Linked DNA regions of Ovis aries: region 1 is linked to region 2. The links are chromatin contacts, called in public Hi-C maps. All regions are on one chromosome and are shown on one strand. Each heading gives the region's core, a stretch centred on a gene start, on an enhancer-like site or on the middle of the called end of the contact. The rest is flanking DNA. Distances are from core to core; before and after follow the strand shown.

What was found. Hi-C and Micro-C count contacts between places; a contact is called where the count stands out from the background.
Region 1: a contact with region 2 is called in a Hi-C map of liver, with 2.3 times the contacts expected there. The contact joins the promoter of ELOC here to the promoter of STAU2 in region 2. A contact is called at or near these places in 2 of 16 Hi-C or Micro-C datasets (hypothalamus and liver).

Annotation. Positions count from the first base shown.
Region 1 is chr9:50,188,170-50,194,098 of ARS-UI_Ramb_v3.0, reverse strand. ELOC (elongin C) reads left to right here and starts at 1,910. Exons shown (of 4, transcript XM_004011744.5): 1 at 1,910-1,964.
Region 2 is chr9:50,029,002-50,035,213 of ARS-UI_Ramb_v3.0, reverse strand. It overlaps STAU2 (staufen double-stranded RNA binding protein 2), which reads left to right and starts at 1,305. Exons shown (of 14, transcript XM_060393813.1): 1 at 1,305-1,494.

The sequences.
Region 1 (5,929 bases), core at 661-3,160, 160 kb before region 2:
TTTATAACCATGTATTATCTGTTTACTATATGTAAATAATAAATTATTATTTACATAATAAATAATATCCTAAGTAAATTTTGCATTTTTAAAAAACAATCCTTGACTAGATGTTAGCCCTAAATCTGGCATTAGTTAGCCTCAGCATCCTCACCTGAAAAATTCTATCATTTTCTAGGCAACTAACATAGTGATCCTTTTAGAAGGTGATAAGGCAATGAGGAAAGGGAAGTTTTAAGAGGGGAAAACAACACTCCTGAACTAAGGGAGGAAAAGATCAGTCGAAAATGAGCCCGCAGCCTCCTCTTCTCACCCCATTGCCTCTCCTCCTTACCAAACTCTATTCTGAGCTAGTATAACCAAAAAACCTTAATCATTTTTGCAAAGGCTTGGAAAAATTAACCCCCAACAGTCTGTCTGGTTTTGCTGTTGAAACACTTTTTAATCTGCCAAATGAACTAAACGTGTCTTTCAGGCAAAAGTCACTAATTAGGTCAACAAACTCTGGGTCACCTGTGTTTTCCTTTTGTGGACATCATTACACAACAGTTCTATTTGAGCAACTTGCAATGGTGAGAGTCTCGGCCCTACATTCTTTTCATGCCTCAGTCCGGTAAACAGAGGGTGAACTTTATTTAGCTGTTTCACTTTTCCTGGAAGGGTGCCTAAATTTCACCACAGGAAAGCACGTAAAGGCAGCTCTGACTTATGATAGTTCAATTTATAATTTCTTGACTTTATGATGGTGCAAAAGCTGTTAAGATTCAGAAGAAAACATACACAATTTGGAATCTTAATCTTTTCCTGGGCTAAATACAGTATGAAAGATGGAGTATAATACTCTCTCCTCGGCTTTGAAGCTTCTAATCACTTACCCAATCAGGAGGGTAAACCACCTATACACTTACAATCATTGTTTTTCACTTTCAGTACAGTAATCAATAAACTACCTGAGATAATCAACACTCCATTGTAAAATAAGTTTTGTATTTGATGATCTCTGCCCAACTGCAGGCTGATGTAAGTATTCTGAGCACACTCTAAGGTAAGCTAGGCTAAATTGTGTTGAACAGGTTACGTCTATCCAGTGCATTTTCAACTGATATTTTCAACTTCCCATGAGTTCTCAGGATAGAACCCCATCTTAAGTGGAGGTAAGATCTATAAAAAGGATAGGCAGATGGGAGGAGTGGGGAGATAGTGCGCCGAGGAGACAGCGGGAGAGACAGCAGAGGAAGGAGGGGAAGAGGGGGCGTGCAGTGACAAAGATGGTGTCAGAATTGAGTACCGGTGGCCGCAGTTTCCGTGAATGATTGGCTGGGAGGGAGACAGGAGATGGGGTGAAGGCCTCCGAGTGGGGGTGGGGGGCGTGGTTGCTTTCAGTAAACACTACAAAGTACCGGGAAGAGAGGAAATGAGACCAGCGATTTCGCGAGCTGCCGAGATGCTCTTCAATAGGCTCTGCAACTTTTCACAAAAGACAGAAACTGCTTCATAAAGAGCACGATCTTGTTAGCATAGAAACCGCACCCCTACTTTCCGCCCCTTCTTCTGCGGACGCCTGCTACCTCTAGGCTACCTACCGCAAAGAAGCGGTAGGGACAACCTCCAAAATTACCAGACTCGGCGTGAGTCTTACAAGTTCCTACAAGTTCCAGGTTGCAGCGCTGACTCCGCCTAACACGTCAGTACCCGCCAGAGAAACTACAAATCCCAGGATGCAATGCTGCCTCGGACCCCCGACCTCCTCCACTCCCAGCACCGCTTCAAGGATGAGGTCCCTTCGGAAATCAGATTAGGGTCGGCGCTGCATGCTGGGAATAAAAGAGCCAAGATAGGATTGGCTGAGATTTTTCCCGGCTCCGCCGTCCTCGTAGGCTGGCCCGTGGAAGAAGGGAGGGGACACTGCGCACTTCCTGTAGACGCCTGCAAGCAACGGCCTCGGCGCGTCTCCGCCTCACCAGGTACTAATCTCCCGCGCGTAGAAGGCATTTGTGACCCAGCGGAAGTGATTCCTCTTGCTGCCCCGGAACCCACGGCGGCAGGCAGCTGGGGGTGGGGGGGGTGGCCGTGGTGTAGGGGCTGTAGCTGTGCGCGGGGACCGGGTGCGGTGCCTGCGGTTGCTGCGGAGCTGACGAGTGAGTCTCGGGCTGGGGTGGGAACGGAGCTCTGGGCCCGCGTAGGGGACGAGGGAGGCTCGTACTGGGTTCTCTCGCCATCCCACTTCCCACCCCTTCCCATTTGGGCGGGGAAGGAACGGAAGCTTAACCTTCCCCTGCCGCTTCGGCTCCTGGTTTGGGGGAGGGGAGAGGAGGGTGGCGGGACGTTCCCTGGCGCCGCTCGGTGGGCTTGGAAAAGGGAGGAAGGAGGGGCGGTGGCTGGCGAGACTGGGCCTCTTCGGGGTTGAACGCGAGGAGGGTGGAGTTAGGAGCATGGCAGCCCTGTCGCTTTTCCTTTTTTGCTTTCTTCGGGTGCACTCAGGTTCGTCCTTTCCTTGGAGTCGGTCCCCAGTCACAGAGGAGGGCCCTCGCTCTTTCTTGTAGCGGGACCCCGAGAACTTTACTTTCGGGCCAACTTGTTGGGTTATCTTTGCCCGACTTGGTGGTTTGGGTCTGTCGAGCATCTGCCGCCCAGTCTCATCTGATGGAGGCGTCTAGTGTCAAGTACGGTGGCCATTAAGTTTCTCCTGTGGACCTCTTTAGTATAGTTTATGGAGTTCGAGTTATTAATCCGAGCATTTCTATTCTGCGTCGCCTTCAGTATAGAAAAAACCGAAATCCTTTAGAGTTTTAAAACCTTATTTTCAAACTGCCAAATTTGCTTTTTGATCGCCAGGTAGTTTTCCTGTTTTGTTTAGTGGACTAAAATGAGACCTCTCCGATCTCGTTTACATTGTAGTTGTGGTATAATTCATGATGTTGAAACATCACTGTTCACACGTTGATTCATTCATTTCGGAGATAAAATGGCAAAGAGACAACTATGGCCCCTGTCATCGTGGATATTAAGTGCTTATTGCCAGTGATGATTTTGGCCTCATAATTTTTAAATGACTGTCCTTTTTTCCTTAAGTATGAAATCGACCTAATAACCAATAGCTACCATTCCAAGGTTTCAGTTCAGTTCAGTTCAGTCGCTCAGTCGTGTCCGACTCTTTGCGACCCCATGAATCGCAGCACGCCAGGCCTCCCTGTCCATCACCAAATGCCGGAGTTCACTCAGACTCTAGCGTAAATTTATTTCAAATGGAAGATGCTAGTTTCATTTCAGTATAGTAATTCTGTAATATGATTAGGCAATAGTTTGTAGTCAGAAGTTAGAGTCAGTTCTGTATATCAAGTTCTAACGTAGTATTTGTATCCTATAAATTGTGGGTTTTTGGATTTTTTTTTTTTTTTTTGTAGATTTTTCAGTATTAGAAAATAACCTGAAAAGTCTTTGTATTTACACTGGTGTGTGTTAATGCATTTTAGCTAACCCGTCCTAAATGTTTACTGTTCCATTATTAAATAAGATCAGAAAAATCTCTTCAGTGATTTCAAGCTTTAGTGGTTAAGAAAACTATACTGCCATTCACTCAAATATTTATTGAGCATCTTCATCTTCTGTATGTTAGGCACTATATATGAAGCCTGCCCTCTTGGAGCTTGAGGGAAAAGACTGTACATTAAGTAAGCAAATATAGTTTCAGATGGCGATAAGTGTAAAGAGAATATAACTAGATTTAGAGTTAGATTAAGTTAGGGTGACTAGGGTGGGAGTGTGTAATTTTGAAAGAGAAGTGCTCGAGGAAGGCCCACTTCTCTGAAGACTTAATGTTTTGCCTGGAGACCAAAATAACGAAGATCTGAAGGAAGAGTTTTTGAGAGAGCAGTAACTGCAAATGCATAGACCTTAAGAGAAATGAACTTGACCCATTACAATACTTAGAAGGTCAGTGTGGCTGGAGCATAAGGAAGAGTGATGGGAGATGAGAACAGAATGGTTAGCAAGCAGTAAATGAAATGGAACTTTATTGTCTTTGTTCTGTTTGTAATGAGAAGCCATTAGAGGATTTTGTGTAGGGGAATGCTTTTGATGACTAACTGCTGAGTAGCAAACTGAGTTGGAGGAAGGTGGAGAAACCAGCTCCTAAGGCAACTTGTAGTAGTTCAGTTGAGCTGTGGTAGCTTGAACTAGAGATGTAGAGTTGGAAGTGAGAAGCGGTCTGATTCGGAGTATAATTTGGAGCTGGAGCCAAATGGGTCTTACTAACCCCAGGACAAAAAATCTGGAAGAATCACCTTGTTTTGCCCAAACATCTGTGTGAACAGTAGCACCATCTCCTGGAATGAGGAAGACTGGGGAGGGTGCACTGGCTTCTAAGGAACAAAGTAGGAGTTCTGTACACAGTGTACTAAATTTGATAATTTTATACAGTTCAGAATATGTGCCGTAGTGGGCAGTAGGATACTCCTCCTGTTGCTCAGAGCAGGAGTCAGGCTCGAGAGATAATCCTGGAGTCGTGTTTCATAGGTGGTACTTAAAACTATAGACCAGAGGACATCAAGAGTTTTGATGCAGAAGAGGACAGATGGCTGGGAAGGGAGCACTCTAGTCAGAGGAGCAGTGATGGGAACTGAAAGGCCAGGATGGTGTGGCATCTGTAATGCTAATGGAAGAAAAGAGGTTGGAGTCAACTATAAAAGAGTAAGATGAGGATTAAAAATTGACCTAGTGACTGAGTAGTTGAAATTTGACAAGAGCACTTTGATTGGACTAGTAGTCTAAAAAGACTGATTTTTGTGGGTTATGGGTGATGGGTGGTCCTGATGACGTTACAGCATTTGATGTGTTGATGGAAATAGGGGTGGAGCAAAGTTCTTGGATCACTGTGGTAGGAAGGATGATTTTTAATGCAGCTTTTGAAACAGGAAAATGGACAGCGTATATGGTATGCAGGCAGGATGAAGGTGGAAAAGACAAGGCATTTGGAGTGATTTGTTCTGTTTTCTTGGTGAAATAAGTGAAGTTGTTAGGGTAGGGAGGAGGGGAGTCTGGGAGGTTTAAGAGAAGCTGTAAATTTTCTGAGTAGGAAAGCCAGTTAACTAGTTAGTTAAGGGGATCACTGTGATACCAAGTCCCTGTTCAAAGTGTGTCGCCATAGATTTAAAATAGAGACCAGTCAAAATGGTTGTGACTTTTCTTTAACCAGTTCAGCTTTTTATTTGAGGCCTGAGCTGGGTGGAGAGTTGGGTTTGCCCAGGATTGGGATTGAGGTGGGTTAGCTGCATCAGAGGAGGGGCAGGGAGTTAAGGAGCATAAAGACTGGGAGGTGTCTATGGTGCCAGTTATTATAGTGCATAGAATGTATAATTGTTGTTGTTTAGTCATTATGTTGTGTCCCACTCTTTGGGACCCTATGGACTGTACCCTGCCAGGCTCCTCTGTCCTTGGGATTTCCCAGGCAAAAATACTGGAGTGGGTTGCCATTCCCTTCTCCAGGGGATCTTCCCAACCCAAGGATCGAACCCGTGTCTCCAGTATTGGCAGGCTGATTCTTTACCACTAAGCCACCAGGGAAGCCCTTTTCTCTTGCGTTTTAGACTAAGACAAAGGAGTTTGGACATCATTGCCTGAGAGGGAGGTTAAGTTGGTTACAGGGTGTGGCAGACAGGACAGCCTCAGTGGAACACACAGCACTCTGGAGCTCTTGAGTTCTGTGCTGTGTGGGAGCCACTCTGTTTAACAAAAATGAGAAATTGGGAATTATGGGCACTTGTAGAGGGAGGGTGAATTTCAGATGGATTCAGTCATAAAATAGTAGAGCTGAAAGGGACTTTAGACACAGTTTAGTCCAGTTTCCTCATTTGGGAGATGAAGAAACAGAAGTCTTATTACTTAAACCTATCTGAGTCTCAAGATAGAAAAAAAAATTTTTTTTAATGTT
Region 2 (6,212 bases), core at 56-2,555:
TTTGGAAGGATCTGAAGGATGACTTTTCCAATGAGTCAACTTTTCGCATGAGGTGGCCAAAGTATTGGATGGCTGGATGGCATCACCGACTTGATGCACATGAGTTTGGGTGAACTCTGGGAGCTGGTGATGGACAGGGAGGGCTGGTGTGCGCAAAGAGTCTGACAGGACTGAGCGATTGAACTGAACTGAACTGAACTGAACTGAAGGATAACTTGCTCACAGGAGGATGGACTGCAGGGAGTGGGAGGAGCCCAACAAAGGCACAAATGTGGGAGGCTTGTCCTTTCATATTGCTGGTGTGAAGGGCATGTTCTCATTCAAAGCATCGAACAAGTATTTGAATGCTAGGCTTGAGCGCTAGAAGTCATTAATCAAGGACTAGGGCACACTTAGGGAGGATGCACCACGTTAAGTTTGAAGGAACTGGCAGAGGTGAAAAAGAGGGGAAGAAGCATAGGAAAGAGTTCTAGGAGGAAAACGTGGCAGGAGATGATGTCCTTCCACGGGAGACCTACCATGGGTCAGGCCCTGCTTTAAAGGGCTTTGTGCATACTATGACATTTAAATACACATTATAGGGCTTCCCTGGTGGTCCAGTAGTTGAGAATTCGTCTGGCAGTGCAGAGGACACTGGTTCCATCCCTGGTCTGGGAAGATCCCACATGTCGCAGAGCAAGTAAGCCCATGTGCCACAACTACTGAGCCTGTACTCTAGAGCTGGGGTGTTGCAACAACTGAGCCCACCTGCCCTAGGGCCCATGCTGAGCAGCAGCAGAAGCCACCACGAAGAGAAGCCTGCACACAGCAATTAGTAGCACCCGCTCACCACAAACTGGAGAAAAGCTCATGCAGCAAGGAAGACCCAACACAGCCAAAATAAATGAATCTTAAAAAAAAAAAAAAAAAGGCGTTGTTGTCTCCTGGGGAAGAAAAGAATAAAACTCATCAGGTAAATAACATCCCCATGGTCTTCTACTTGGTAAGTGGATAACCTGGCCTGGTTATCTAGTTAGAATGCCCTTTCTTGTAACCCGTATGTTACACTGTCTTCCTAGCTGTTCAGAGAACTTTCGGTTTTACTTGATGACTGAAAGAAATCCCAGGTCTGGTAGACATGTCTCAGGCAGAGTTGATACTGGGAAAAGAACCCTGGGAATAATAATGCAAATGGATAAGTTTGTGAAACACAGTAATAATTCTATTTCTAGACGTACTTTATTACCAGATTATTTATGGTGCCATTTACTAAATGGAGTGTTGGATTTCACGGGGCTTAACTGGGTTGAAGTTATCCAGACATCAGTAACCCACATCAAAACCAGGACGAATCAAGAACTAATTCGCGTTTTCTGGCATTCTTGCCTCAACAATCTAAAATCTAGGGCACTGTTCTAGGATGATCTTCCTTCTTTTTGGTTCGAAAGACTTCTCTTTTCGTGATTTTTCTGGCCGAGGAGGCTGTCTGGGCACGCTGCGGCTCTTGGAGAGCAGGTGATTACTGATCACTAGTGTTTTCTGGGCGAGACAGTTGCGCTAACCCCCTCCCCTTCCCCCGCCCCCTCCTCCTCCCAGTCTGGAAAGGTGCAGGATCCGCTAAACCGCGCATCGCACAGCGGCGGCCGGAGCAGACGCGGGATGGTAGCGCGTCCCCAGCAGAGCAAAGGGGGGCAGCGAGAAAGCCTGGGGAAGGTACGGGAGGGGAGTCGGGGTGCAGACACCGCCGAGAAAGAGCAGAGGGTCCATTGGGCGGGGGAGGCAGTGGCCGAGTTGCAGGTGTGGACGAGGCTGCCCTAGGCCCACCCTTTGCAGCCGAGGGGGTGGGGAGCTGAGCCGCGGGGGCCCAGAGACTGCGGACGGGGCGCGATCGCCGGGCGCTCGCTCGCCCCCCTTTCCCAAGGACCCGGGGGACGGGGCCCTCGCCCGCGGGCCCGGCCTGCCGGCGCCAGCACCGCAGCGCCCGCGGCGGCCGCCACTGCGGCGCATTGCCGGCCGCCAGGGGGCGGGAGCGGAGCCGGGAACAATGGCCGCGCTCGGCCGCGGGCCGGCGAGAGGAGGAAGGGAGGGAGGGTCGGTGCCGGGCGCGCGGCGCAGGTCCGCGGGGTTCGGGGGCGCGCGCGCGCGCGTGCCGGGCGGGCTGGGGCGCGGGAGCGGCTGCGTCGGCGGGAGCGCGCGGCGCGGGCCCGGGAGGGCGCGGCGGGAGCGCCCGAAAGGCGGGCGGAGGCGGGGGGCGGGGAACCCGAGGGGTGGAAGCCGGCGGCGGCGGCGGCGGTGGCGGCGGCGGCGGCCGAGCGGGGTCAGTTCTCTGTAGTGTTTGCCAATGTTGGAGTCGTTTGCAAAGTGTCCCCGGCGAGAAGGTAAATACCCTCATTGGGGGCGTCCGGGAGGCCCCGACTTCCGCCCCGCCGGCGGAGGAGACAGAGGGCGCTGGGGAGCTCTGCGGGTCCGCGGCGCGCGGCGAACCCCGAGAAGAGCGGCCCCTTGGCGGCCTCCCCTCCCCCGCGCCTTCCCTCCCTCCTCGGGCCCTCTCGGGGCTGGAGGGGGAGGGGAGGAGGATGGCGGGGGGCAGGGAGCCGGGGAGGAGGTGAATGAATTGGGGGGGGCGAGTGTGGAGGGGGTGGGACGACACAGGTGTCCAGAGGGGAGGAGCCGGGAGGGAGGCGAGGAGGCCGGCAAGAATGGATTGAGGGGGGCCAGTGGGTGAGGGGGAGCAGGGGCCCGGGAGGTGGGGGTCCTTGCGGGGCCGGGGGGGTGGGAACGGCCGGAAGAGGGGACTGCGGGAGAGGAGACTGTGCGGGAGAGGGAGGGGGAGGGTCCCTGCGGAGGGGAAGGGAGGGGAGACGAGGGGGGGCCCATCCTTGGAGGGGCTGCCAAGGGGCCCGGGGGGCGCGGGAGGATCGGCGGGGCGGGGCGGGGGCGCGCCGGGGGCCGGCGGTGGTGGCTATTTCTGTATAATGGGCAAGTGATGAAGACGTAAGGCTCCGAAATGGGGAAGGTAGGTGGGGCCGAGGGGCAGAATGTATCCTATGACACGCAAGTTGTACCGTGGCTCATAAGAACTACTACGGTGAGGGCTCGGCTCAGAGGGGTGGTTGGCAGCTAGTGACCTTGCCGAGGTTAAGGGAGTTGGGCGGAGAGACAAAGATCGGTTACAGAATCCACCCGGAGAGGACGGAGCCTCCCGTCCTCGGGGGAGAGCCGGGCACTGTGTGGATTGGGTCCAGGGGGGTGTTCCGCAGAGGCGATCGGGGAAACGCTTCAGCTGGGATCCTTCTGGAGAGGGGGCGGGGATAATGGCCTTGGGATCTGAAAGTCCCTGGAAATATGTGCAGAATTTTGCACTTGCGGAGAATTTTCTTTGGAAAGGATCTTTACTTGGCGTGACGCGTTTCCCGCCCCCCTCCCTTCCCCAAAAGGTTTAAATCTCCTTGGGTAAAGAAAGACCGTTCAATTAGCAGAACATAGTAAAGGATTTCAAGTTGGGTGATTCCTGCAGAAAAGATGAGATGATCTTTTAAGGGTGGTTTAACTGTTAGCTGAAAACCTTCAATTTTAATGTTTGACTTCACGATTTTGGGGAACTTTGAGCATTAATCACTTTTTCTGATGCATCCTTATGTTTTAAGAAAGCATGATGAATATTTGAAATCAAAACTGTGATGGACACGCGGGATAATAGCAACCTTGTAGGAGAAAAGATTGCAACATTGGTCCTGGAGGCTATTTCTTCTCTGTCCTTGCTTTCTCAGGATGATTCACACATACCATGGTGTACTGAGCTGCAGTAGGGGGAAAAAAAATCTTGTTTATAAAACCATCAAAATCCAGAGACTCTGCATCTCGATTGTTTTGTAATTTGGCAGGTTTTTCATTTTTCAGTTTGTATTTTATTGCAAACCAGAGATAACACATACCACTTGAATTGTAAATTTGCTGTATTTTTCAGCAGGTCTATATTAAATTTGTGAAACTTAAACTATGTGATACCTAGGGTTTTGTCCTGCTATGTTTTCAACTCAAGGCACCGGTTGCCACATTCCGTTCCATGGCAGTGTAGTTTGAAATTTATTCCTAAGTGATCATTAGTTGGTAGGACGTGGTTCAGATTTATTCACCCATCACTAAACTTTTCTTTAAAAATCTGTGTTTTGTATTTGTGAAAATGTTGCTGTATAATCCAGGTTTGCACTGTTAACTTCAGATAGACTGCCATGTAATTTTTAAGTTACATTTTTTTATTTAGAAATAATTTCAAGTTTACAGAAAAGTACCAATAATAATAATGCAAAGAGTATTCTTGTAACCTTAACTAAGAGTCACCTGTTACCATTTTACAATTTATCATTTACTTTCTTTCTGTCACACACATAATGTTTTTTTTTTTTTTCCTAGACCATTTGAGGATAAGTTACATACATCATAGTTCTTTACTCTGACATAATTCAGCCTGGAAGACCATGTAAATTTCACATTTTAGCTTACTTGCCATGCCTGGAATGAAATTCTAGGAAGGAGAGGCTTGGTCTGGTTTTCAACAAAGAATAAGACTATTGAAAATATCTAAGCTGATTATCAGTTATTAGTATACAAACAGTATAGCAAGTGAGGTTGAGTGGTTTTTCTGTAACAGAATCAGGTTCTGAAAGTTATAATTGGCCAATGTGTTGTTTTTTTTTTTTTCTCTGTAGTTAACCTCCTCTTTACATCTATTTCTCTGTCTTCTTTTCTTTTGTATACTTTGAGCACTGGATATTGGATTATTTATGTGTACAGATCATAATAAAAGTCTAGATATTGCAAAATTAAATTTTGTTGTTATTAGACTGAATAGTGGAGAAATACACACTATAATCAAATCATATCTAGATATATTCATGCCCTTTCTAGATATTCAAAATATTAGGTGTGTGTATAGAATTCATAATTTTTGTCATCGATTTTGAGTAATTCCCTGAAGTTCTATATAGGGTCCTTGCCATTATTGTTTTAGAGATCAGGCCCTTTGTTACAGGAATATTTTTAAGGAGCTGAGTCTTTATTTATAATTTAACATATAATGGAGGGAAGGGGACTTTGAGCCAGACAAAACTGAGTTTTAATCCTAGTGATGTGACCACGGAAAAGTGATCCAACTTCTAGAAAAACGGGGATATCACCTACATCCCAAGGTGATGAGGATTAAAGGAGGTAATATAAATATGGCAAAATATGGCATCTGATATTTAAAATTGGTATCTGATAACTATTTTCTTTTTTATTTGGTTGGTAGTATGTATGTAGATGTTTCCTACTGGAATGGTTCATGGAGTGAGACTTCTCTAGAATATATCATAGATTCTTTTTTTTGTTATTTAGTCGCTAAGTCTTGTCTGACTCTTGCAACCCCATGGACTGTAGCCTGCTAGGCTCTTCTGTCCATGGGATTCTCCAGGCAAAAATACTAACATGGGTTGCCATGCCCTTCTCCAGGGGATCTTTCCAACCCAGGAATTGAACCCAGGTCTCCTGCATTGGCAGGCGGATTCTTTATCACTGAGCCACCTGGGAAGCCTTCATAGTCTCTTGGGCACTGTTAAAATATATCCCAAATTGTTCTGATTTTCTTACAGAAAAATAGTTATTTGTGGTACTTTTGAAAAGAAATGAAAAGCTTTTTAAAAACACTTTTTAAGAAGCCCACGAAAACTTTAAGAAGCTTTGAGTTGGTATTCAGTTTTGTGGTGGTTTGGAATCTAAGAATGGGAATAGTAAATGTTTTGCTTTTCATATTGTCAGATAAGACATTGAAGTGAGGATTGCCTGTCAGTTGTGGGATAGGTGTCAATATAAGATGTTGTATAGATATAATAATTTAATAATGCCATTTTATAAAGCAGGATTTAATTGTTGAGGATTTTATAGATTTAATTTTGCATAGCTTTCAATTAATCAGATGAGCAGAATGTGATTCATAATACACACAGCGAGTGATAACAGCAGTACATTTCAGATTCATGTTGGACCTTTAATTCTTCATGAGTGGCAGGTCATCTCCAGTTAGTGGTGCCTTATTTCCATAAACCATCCTGCCTGTTTTCATTTAGTAGCTTGGAATCTGAAACTACATGTCCTAATGTGCCTGACAGGGTATCACTGTAGGGCATTTTTGGGACACGTGAATAGGTTTCTCTAAAAGTACATAGTTGTAATTGGAATGAATGGTAGCTGGAAAC